Regions from separate parts of the Xenopus laevis genome. Here region 2 is linked to region 1. A link is a contact called in public Hi-C data. All regions are on one chromosome and are shown on one strand. The core of a region is the stretch at or near the end of the contact, and the rest is flanking DNA. Distances in the headings are between cores, read along the strand shown.

Region 1 (5,474 bases), core at 950-3,449:
TCAGGGGTATTTATATGTGAAATTGACATTTTACCATCCTTCTATAGTTCTGGGGAATTTATATATGAAATTGACACTTTACCATTCTTCTATAGTTCTGGGGTATTTATATGTAAAATTGTGACTGTGCCTTCCTTCTATAGTTCTGGGGTATTTATATGTAAAATTCTGACTGTTCCTTCCTTCTATAGTTCTGGGTTATTTATATGTGAAATTGCCACAGTGCCATCCTTCTATAGTTCTGGGGTATTTATATGTGAAATTGCCACTGTGCCATCCTTCTATGAGTTCTGGGGATATTATACTTGCAATATTCCCACTATTTTGTGCAGAGGGGGCCCTGAAATTTTTTTTGCAGGGGGGCCCTGGTATCCGAAGTTACGCCACTGCTCCCACACTCACCTCTTCGTCTCTAATAACTCTCTACCTCACTCTATATATTTGTATGGATAGAAATATCTATAATATTAAAAGATATATTTTTGCACCTCACTCCCCTCTCCTGCTCCTGTCCTATATCCACATTGTTTCTTTTAGGATGACTTATCTTTAATGCCTTCAGCCTCTCTGGGAACAATGCAGCTTTCTAGATTGAAATAGAATGTATAAACATAAATTCAATGCTAGTGACATTATGTTGTGCACAACCTCTCCTTGCTATTGTTACTCTATTTTATGTACAGTAGAACCCCCATTTTAAATTTTTCAGGGGAGCAGAAATAATTGTACAGTTTCGGCCCCCATCACTCAAACAGGACATTATTGTATTAGAGAGGGTGCAGAGAAGGGCAACTAAGCTGGTAAAATGTATGGAAAATCTTAGCTATGAGGAAAGACTGGCCAACTTGAAAATGTTCACGCTGGAGAAGAGGCACTTAAGGGAAGATATGATAACTATGTATAAATATATAAGGGGATCATATAATAATCTCTCTAATGCTTTATTTACCAGTAGGTCTTTCCAGCTGACACAAGGTCACCCATTCCGATTAGAAGAAAAGAGGTTCCGCCTAAATATTCGGAAGGGGTTTTTTACAGTGAGAGCTGTGAAGATGTGGAATTCTCTCCCTGAATCAGTTGTACTGGCTGATACATTAGATAGCTTGAAGAAGGGGTTGGATGGCTTTTTAGCAAGTGATGGAATACAGGGTTATGGAAGATAGCTCATAGTACAAGTTGATCCAGGGACTAATCCGATTGCAATTTTGGAGTCAGAAAGGAATTTTTTCCCCCTCTGAGGCAAATTGGAGAGGCTTCAGATGGGGTTATTTGCCTTCCTCTAGATCAACTGGCAGATAGGCAGGTTAAAAAAAGTAAAAAGGTTGAACTTGATGGACGTGTGTCTTTTTTCAACCTAACTTACTATGTTACTATAGCAGGTATAGTAGGGAGAGATGGTGTCTATAGTAGCAGTGGGGATAATAGCCTCTGGGAAGGGACTGTGGGATAGAAGGTATAGCAGGGAGAGATAGTGTCTACTGTAGCAGTGGGGACAATAGCCTCTGGGAAGGGACTGTGGCTGTGTGATAGCAGGTATAGTAGGGAAATATTGTGCCTATAGTAAAAGTGGGACAATAGCTTCTGGGATGTGACTGTGGCTTTGGGATAGCAGGTATAGTTGCGAAAGATGGTGCCTATAGTAGCAGAGGGATAATAGTTTCTGAGAAGGGACTGTGGCTGTGGGATAGCAAGTATAGTAGGGAGAGATGGTGTCTATAGTAGCAGTGTGGATACTAGCCTCTTGGAAGGGTCTGTGGCTTTGGGATAGCAGGTATAGTAAGGAGATATAGTGTCTATAGTAGCAGTGGGGACAAAGCCTCTGGGAAGTAACTGTGGGTTTTAGATAGCATGGTATTGCAGGGAGAGATGGTGCCTATTGTACCAGTGGGCAATATTCTCTGCGAAGGGACTGTGGCTGTAGGATAGCAGGTATAGAAGGGAGAGATAGTGTCTATAGTAGCAGTGGGGACAATAGCCTCGGCAAGGGATTGTGGCTGTGGGATAGCAGGTGTAGTAGGGAGAGATGGTGCCTATAGTAGCAGTGGGAAAATAGTCTCTAGGAAGGGACTGTGGCTATGGGATAGCAGGTATAGTAGGGAGAGATAGTGTCGATTGTAGCAGTGGGGACAATAGCCTCTGGGAAGGGGATGTGGCTGTGGAATAGCAGGCATAGTAGGAAGAGATGGTGCCTACAGTAGCAGTGGGATAATAGCCTCTGGGACGGGACTGTGGGTGTGGGATTGCAAGTATAGGAGGGCTAGATGATGTCTATAGTAGCAGTGGAGATAATAGTCTCTGGGAAGGGAGTGTGACTGTGGGATTGCAGGTATAGGAGGGTTAGATGGTGTCTATAGTAGCAGTGGGGATAATAGTCTCTGGGAAGGGACTGTGGCTGTGGAATAGCAGGTATAGTATATGAGGTGGTGCTTATATTAGCAGGAATAGTAGGAAGCGATGATGTCTATAGTAGCAGTGGGGATAATAGCCTCTTGGAAAGGGACTGTGTGTGTGTGTGGGATTGCAGGTATAGTAGGGAAAGATGGTGTCTATAGTTGCAGTGGGGATACATGCAGGTTGAAAAAATACACAGTTCCATCAAGTTCAACCTTTTTACTTTTTTAAACTGCCTAAAATCGTGAAATCAGAAAGTTCACTAAAAAAATCGTGAAATTCTGACTTTTTCACGAAAAAAATTTGAAATTTGACAGTTTTCACTAAAAAAAATCTTGAAATTCAAACGTTTTCACGAAAAAATCGTGAAATTCAAACATTTTCATGAAAAAATCATGAAAATCGGATAAAATATTAATTTTATTTATTATCGGCAGGTATATTTAAGCCCTTTTTTCTTTTTCCCTATTATTATTATACAAGCACCGCCTACTTGTTTCCCATTGGCTATCTTTCTTTTAATTATCCTGTATGTATTGTTCAATGTTCAGCCTATGACTTAAGGTGGCCATAGACACACGGATCCTATCGTACGAATTGAGGATTCGTATGATTTTCGGATCGTGTGTGGCGTGTGCCGACATCTTCCGTCCGGCGGAGATCGGTCGTTTGGTTTATTCGGTCAGGTTTGATTTTGACCCGACCGATCCCGCTGGAGCCCACGGCACATCGTAATCAGATCGTTCGGCCATACGGCCGAACAATCAGATTGCCCCCGATATAGCCATGTTTGTAAATGGCATATCGGGGAAAGATCCGCTCGTTTGGCGATGTGGCCAAACGAGCGGATCTTTGCATCTATGGCCACCTTAAGTGTCCCTGGTAGACATGAAACGCGTCAGGCCTTGGTTCTTAATTATGGAGGATAAAATGTAAGCTTTTTAACCTTTTACAATCTGACTCTGCTCTTACTACTGTGTGTGGGTCCAGGCTTGTGCCAGCCTCCTTTGATGTTTTCTAGATGTATATAAAAACTGATTGTTATGCTTGTTTCCTAGATGTATATAAAGACAGATTGTTATGCTTGTATGCTGGAAGCATGAGATTCAAATCCTGAATCTTAAAGTACCAATAACATTAAAAGATTAGTTTACTTAAAACATATGTAAATAAGGTGATCTGTAGCCATAAGGAGCAGCTTTCAAATTTAGTTTATATGTAGGAGCCTGATACATAGAATAATGTTACTGAGTCTGGTGTCTGGTAAATGACCCCTTAAGTCATTTGATAGGACTATGTAAGAGCCTTCCCATTGTAACTGACAGGTATAGGTGTAATAACCTAAATTACAGGGTCACTATTTTAAATTCAGTTGCCAATTGTTTTCAGTGTGGACTAATGCAATAACTCAGCGGGCCACAAGAGGTCAACACATCCCATGCTTAAATCACTTCTCTAGATATGACTGTCATGCTGCATTTAGGATTAATTCTATTTTGTCGAGAAACCAATATAGAAAGAAAGAAAGTTTGAATCAAGTTTATGTACTGTTAGTGTGATAAACAATGCACTAACAGCAAGATCTGACTTTTACATTAACGTCATGGGGTGGATAACAAGTGTATTAAACCAGGCATGATTGCTGCTTGAATATATAGTATATATTGCTGTTTTGCAAAAAAAGTAATTAAAAAAATCATTAAGCAAGATGTGAATTGGGCTTTTTTGGGAAATTTTCGGGGATTCATAACTTGAGACTTATGTACTGAAATAAACTGGAAACTGCCACCACAGTGTCATTCTATCATACGTACTTTAACTTCTTATCATCTGAAAAGCTCTTTGGAGACAGTTTCAGAGACAGGCCAAGACTGGCAATGTGTAGATACTGGCAAATGCCAGAGAGGCTTCTGCTATAGATAGTCACTATTTATTTGGCCTTTTGGGGGCTGCTTGGTCCTCTATTTACTTGACATGCCAGGGTTTTAAATCTCAGTCAAGACCTGCTTCTAGGCAACATCTGTATAGGTGGAGACATCATGAAGTTCCCCATTAGCAGTGCTAGGCAATTGCAGCACCCGGTGGCATAGAGAGGAAGGGCAGCACTGCAATACCAGTGTCTCCGGGACAGTAAACGAGACACCACATACAGTACATATTATGGTGCAGACACAGGAGAGAGCGATAAACAGTTGTGGGGAAATACGGGGCTGCATTGGTCCTGCTGTTTTTCAGCGTGAAATATAGATAGCGAAGAAGCACGCACTCCATGGGCCAGTCAATATGATTAAAAAGTCTTTATTCAAAAAACAGCTAAAACAATGAAACCTTACGCGTTTCGTATCCGAAGATACTTACTCATTGGCATAATTGAGAACAGCCGTGAACAGAATATAAACAGGTAGGGATATGACGTACAGAGTCAGTGATCCTAAACATTAACCCTAAAATTTAAATTATTTTAGCTGAGATGAAACATTAGTTCTTATCCTTTTAAGTCATTTTGAATCATTTTAAATCATTTAAATCATCTCAAATCATTTCAAATGCTTTTAAATCATTTTTAAATCAGTACAGTTAATGGCTTTATCGTAAAAAGTAATCAAACTTAAAATCTTGTTACAATAGTTCATACAATTCATGTCTAAAACTGGAGCAATATTATTCTCAATGAAAGATTTATGCCACATCAAAACCAATATCTTAATTCAAGAGATGTCTATTAACAGCGGAGGGCCGGAATTAGGGGTAGGCAGAGTAGGCACATGCCTAGGGCGCAAAGCCCTAGGCCCGGCCCTGTAACAGCGTGAAGCCGAAACCAAATGTAATTAAATGAAATATAAATATAAATTCATATTTTATTGTATTGAAATCTCTCCACAGACAAGCTTTCGATGTATAAATAAACGTAGACATAAGAAAGAAAGGAAAAATAGCTTCCCAACTTATTAGTCAACCTATGGGTCAAGCACATCATATTAAACCAGCGCATCATCATATTAAGCCAGCGCATCATATTAATTATCAAGAACCTCCAACCTAACTATCTCCCTCTATCCTGCAGTTTCTCCATACGATGTAAC
Region 2 (5,474 bases), core at 1,234-3,733, 110 kb after region 1:
TTTCTTTCACTTCCTGTATCTTCAGAACATCCGACACGTCCCATGCGTTTCGTCACATGGCCACATGTCGGCTCGAGCCGCACCGTGGAGTTCCTCCCTTTTAGCAAGTATCCTACACCATAGCCTCCTTCGAGATCCATTGCAAACACAAAGGAAGGGACACAATGAAGAAAATATGTGATTTTAATCTTTTAAACATTATGACTTTTTTTTTTACAACAAAATCATTCTGCAGAGAGTAGAATCAGTCATTGCCAGACCGTGCCGCAGCCAGAGGAAATCTGATCTGAAAACCGGAGTAAACCATTCCAGTCAACATTTTTTACCCTCCGCTTTCTCTTGTTCAATATCTGCAAGGAAAATGACAAAGCATTAATCGGACAAATTCATATCAGTTAAAAAAATTATATATAAAATAAAACGACTTGTACATTCCTGCACACTTTTGAATACACGAAAGAAAGGGTCACTGTGTACAAATGAAACTTACACATTTTTGCCTTAATACTTATCTAGGGTTCCTTAATGCTCACCTTTTAGGTATCATGATAGTAGGAGTGTTTAATATAAAGTAGTAAATGGACCCAGTAGACCACAAACACAACCTATATGTATGCACTGTTTAACCACTACTCCTCGCCACTTGGATTTATTGAGGTTTGTCATACAACACAAAGTGGGACCTCACAGGGCCTAAATGGGAACCTTCAGGGCAACTAAGTTTTTGTATATACGGAAGCAGCAGTCGAGGGGACAATGCACAGCAAATGCATGAATCAAAGACATTTCCTTTTGCATACCACTAGCCCTAAGTTAACCCCCTTTTAATATTTATTGTTTACAGGGTAAACTCTGTACAGTTGGCAAACTTAAAACACTGCCAAAATGACTTCAATAGGGTATTCAACTTTTAGACCAGTGGGCAAATTAAACATTGTGATTTTTTAAGCTGTTTACATAGAACGGAGGCTACTCCTTTACCAGCCCTGCTGGAAGGCTGCACTGACCCTGAATTCCAGCTCAACACTAGCTCTGTGCCAGATCCCCTCCCCCTGATTTCATACAATGTTTATTCAAGTATAAATAAAAAAAGGGAAAGTTTCTGCCAAGTCCCTGCCTATGAAGCACAGAAGATTTGTTAACTATTCCTGTACAGAGTGCACAAGTCAAGCATAAAAACCCAAAGTCATTGCTGAACTACAGCCGTTTTTATTCTAAAGGAGAATGCGTAGTTTGCAAAGAAATAAATAAAAAGTATATTTATTAAAGTAAAAAGTAGCACAATTGAGCAATTTACACAATGTACGTTTTAGGGTCTTCACAGCAGAGCAGACAGTCAAGCCGATATGAGAAGAAGCAACTGATGCCACCGAACGTGTTCTGGTAACAGAGCCAACAACCACTACCCACATGCCATGATCTGAAATAAGCGCACTTACCTTCCTTCGAAGGCAATGGGTTCTTCTCCTCCGTGTTAGTTTTCCGCAGTTTGCGGTGATCAAATTTCTCCACCTCTGACAGGTCGGGCTTATCAGACATGATTACTGGGTATGACAATAATTAAAGAGTCAGTAGCCATAGACAGGGACTCGGTTCCAGCCATCTGTACAGTTTAATATCACCAACATAGCATAATATAAAATACAACAGACCGAAGAAAAAAACCAAAAAAAAAAAAAAAAAAACCTACAAACACAAACTATGCAGGGACTGGATCACCAGTTAAGTTTTAGATTTACTGCAGTAACCAGAGAATGAGGATTGTAGAAGGGTTTTGGCTGTAAGTGCTCCAATAAAAGTATGTACCGCAATGGTTTATAAAGAGAAATTGGGCAGCTGCCATTATGCCTGTGGGCATCCTAGTAGGAGTATTGCAAACAGCCCTTTCAGCTTCTCCCTGCCCATACTGGTAGCCCTTGGGGGAAACGTATCAGGACATGCAGGCCTATGGATGGGTGTGGCTGCCACATTATGCATGTTACAGCAGCCACACTTGCTTTAAAGGGGACCCACGATAGGGAGAAAGAATTGAAGTCCCCAGCAAGGCTCCAAGCGGACACGAATACTTAAACAAGCAAACTGCAATGAGCCATAAAACATCCAACACTGGCACTAACCTGGCTCTCCTACCCAAATTCTGAGATCGGTGCCCACAAACATTTAAGGGTGACTGGTGCTAACCAAGTGGTTCCCCCAACAGACATTAATGAGCATTAAGTTGCATGGCGAGTAAACACTGCAGTAATGGCTTGATGGTTACAGACTCAGAGTTAACATCTTGCTATTAACTGTTAAAGCCAATTCGTAACATCTGTCACAACACTAACCTGTTTCGTAGCCTCACAACAACAGCAGCAACAACTGACCAGCCGAACCAGCTCTGAAAGAACACCAGTGGGCGGTGCTATTATATACTTCCATTAGGAGACGCCCATCCCCCCCTTTCGATTGCGCTCAGGTGCACACACCCGCTTAAGCTCCACCCATTAATAGCGCAGCTCCGCGGTTTGAAGTGAGGGGGGGGGGGGAAACACGAAAGGGAGAAACCATTCCTATAATAAGAAAGGGGGGAGGGGGGTTCGTATCGGTATGCGGTAAAGCCTTTGTTGTGAGTGGTGGTCAGAGGTTGTCATAATGCTCCATACAGACGTTACCGCCACCTCCCTATAATCGAAATTGGGCACAGCCTTAATAATGTATTAATGAGATGCGTCGTGCTTGGGAAGGCTCCCTACCGAAAAATAGTTGTATTTTACTGAAGGAGTGTGTAGGAGCACCATTGGGCTCAACGTCCTTAAATGCTAATCATTCTTTTTTTACATTCATTCACTTGTGGTTTGCTATGCAAAACTGCATGGGAATATTGCATAATATACATAGGATATATGCATTTATATAGTGAATAAAGTACCCCCTCTTGTAAATTATAAGGATATTATAAGTTACTGAGGAGTTCCATGACCATATAAAAACACAAGGCCGAAGGCCAAGTGTTTTTATACAGGTCATGGAACTCCAAGGTAACTTCTAATATCCTCATATTTTGCAACTGGGGGGTACTTTATTTATTACAATACACAAGTTTCAGTGAGTCATGTGACAGAAATGACATCCGAACTCACCGTTTATAACTGATTACATCACGATAAGGATTTCATTTCAATATATTCATGGCTTTTGTGTATTATATTTAGATATGTGCATTGAATGGGATTTAATCACAATATAGTGTATTGTTGTGTCCCATTACTTTAATTTCAACTTAAATAAAATCACCTGCTTTAAAAGTGATCTCTGGAATTTTGTGGCAACTCCAGGAGTCTGTAATGGGATGTGACCGGTGTCCCTTCCACATGTTTTGTTTGTACTTTACAAAGTAAACTTTGTGGTTACTAGTGGGGAATATTAAAAAAAAATGCAAGAAGTGCATAGATAGGACAGCTTTAAGGCACTGGTAGGCCAAGGGCGAACATCCCATTTAGGGGCCGTCCGCAGCCCCCTAGAAATATATATATTTTTAATTCCAAGATATTAAAGAATACACGTACTGTTAACATGAATGCATTTTCTTACATGAATGTACATTGCAAAAGTTCTTAGAATAGAATAGCACCCTCATCAGTGTTACATTTACTTATTTTAAAGGTTTACTTATACTTAAAGCAGCATTGGATAGCAGTTAATGCCTCCACTCAATGTTCAAAGCTGATTTGCCGCATCTCAAATGCATGGATTTGTGCATCAAATGGGGTGAACACCCCATTTGATGCACAAATCCAGGTATTGGTGTCTAATTCTTCATAACATATATTGCTGGCAGCAAGGCCAGTACCAGTACCGGCACTTCTGTATATTATTCAGCATTTCAAATGTGTATATTCTTGCATGCAGCCAGACATTTCAGAACTTCGTTTTTAATCTAATATAATAAATGTGAAACAACAGCACCACCTGCTGGTCATTTTGCTAGCAACCGTCAGCTAAAAATACATTTCCCGATAAAAGGAATCAGGGTTGTTACTAGTTCTGATGATGTCTATGCAACAAAAATGACACACTAATAGAAATATTTATAGAAATAGGTTATTCTAAGAAAGGATTAACTACCTAAAAGACGGGTAAGACAAAAAGATTACCACCCATTACATTTGATTCAATTGTTAGGAAAGTGGATAGGGTAATCTGTCGTCCAGGAGTGGTCCAAGGACAGAGCCTTAAGGGACACAAAAAGAGTATGAGTCATGAGGAGGTTTTATCCAAGATACAGACTGAGAAGGAGCAGTGGATCCAGGAGAGTGCTGTACTCTGTATGCCAAGGAAGATAATAATGCCACAGAGGAGCAAGTAGAGAGTTCAAGGAGTATTAGTATAGATAATTGTCCTTTGGATTTAGCAGACAGGAGCTCATTGGAGACTTTGGTGCCGTCTCAGTTGAATGTAGTGGGCAGAAACCAGATTGAAGTGGGGCCAAGAAGTGTGTCAAGTATAGCGTTTGTAGAGAGAAAGTTGGTTAGGCGGGTGATAACTGCACATTCTAAAAGTTTAGAGGGCTAGGAAAGATGAGAGATAGGACAGTAATTGGAAGAAGAAGACATAGAATCAATTGAGAATTTGAGTAGGTATAACTGGTCCAGAGTCAGAGGGGAAAGTGCCATTGGGGATTAAACATGGGTAAGAGCTGGGCAGTGGGTAGATGGTAGTGAGTGATACATTTTGAAGGAGTTGGGTCAAAGGGGCAGATGGTTGGATGTGAGGTATTCAAACCACATTCCACATTTCTCTTGTATACAGCAAAATCTTGGAATGTAAGAGAGGAAGGAAAGTCAGGCAGTGGTAGGCAGAGAACACAATTGACAGTTTGAAACAGAGAATTCCTCCCCCCAGTTTTTGGTTGTCTATCGTAAGCAGTGAAAGGTGCTATTTTGTCAAGTGTGTTGGATAGTGTAGTGTTTTTATCAGGGTTGTATTTAGGTCCAGTGCCAGCCTAGGGTGCAGGACTGGACTGGGATTAAAAATAGGCCCTGGCATTCCTAGTACATAGAGGCCCAAACAGCCCCCATCCGCCCACTTAATAGTCACTTTCTATTGCATCTTAGAGCAGCCCCTCTGGCATTTGCCAGAACCTACAGATTGTCAGTCCGGGCCTGCTAGGGTGGCACCGGACTGTCCAGCACCCCCCAACATAACCTGAGGGCCAACCCCAAAATCTGCTGTCCTTGGCACAGGCCTTTAGGTACACCCCTGGTTATTATGAGTAACTGCTGTGTTTAGGCAGGAATGGTAGAAATTATCAGACAGTGATGAGGACAGAGAATTGGAAAGATAACTGGGATTGAGATGGCTTGTGATGTTTGTGGAGAGTGCAAAGCATCAAAAGACAAAAGGTGGTCAACAGAAAAAGCAAAGGCAGAGTTTGAGGGATTAGCAATTTTGCTGAGTGAATACCAGGTCCAGACAGTGTCCTTCAGAGTGTG

The links. Hi-C and Micro-C count contacts between places; a contact is called where the count stands out from the background.
Region 2: a Hi-C map of the XL177 cell line shows a contact between it and region 1, with 2.6 times the contacts expected there. The contact joins the promoter of LOC108698272 here to the enhancer-like site in region 1. A contact is called at or near these places in 2 of 4 Hi-C or Micro-C datasets (the XL177 cell line and the XTC cell line).

The regions. Positions count from the first base shown.
Region 1 is chr8L:26,179,407-26,184,880 of Xenopus_laevis_v10.1, forward strand. No RefSeq gene overlaps it. Among protein-coding and RNA genes, the nearest start is that of rpl36a.L, 19 kb to the left of the region's middle. Within about 2 kb of position 2,200, at least 1 of the 7 cell types and tissues checked has an H3K27ac peak or open chromatin away from gene starts, as enhancers often do.
Region 2 is chr8L:26,285,825-26,291,298 of Xenopus_laevis_v10.1, forward strand. It overlaps LOC108698272 (thymosin beta-4), which reads right to left and starts at 2,484. Exons shown (of 3, transcript XM_018229635.2): 1 at 2,328-2,484; 2 at 1,440-1,544; 3 at 166-350. The coding sequence starts at 1,539. The coding sequence ends at 313.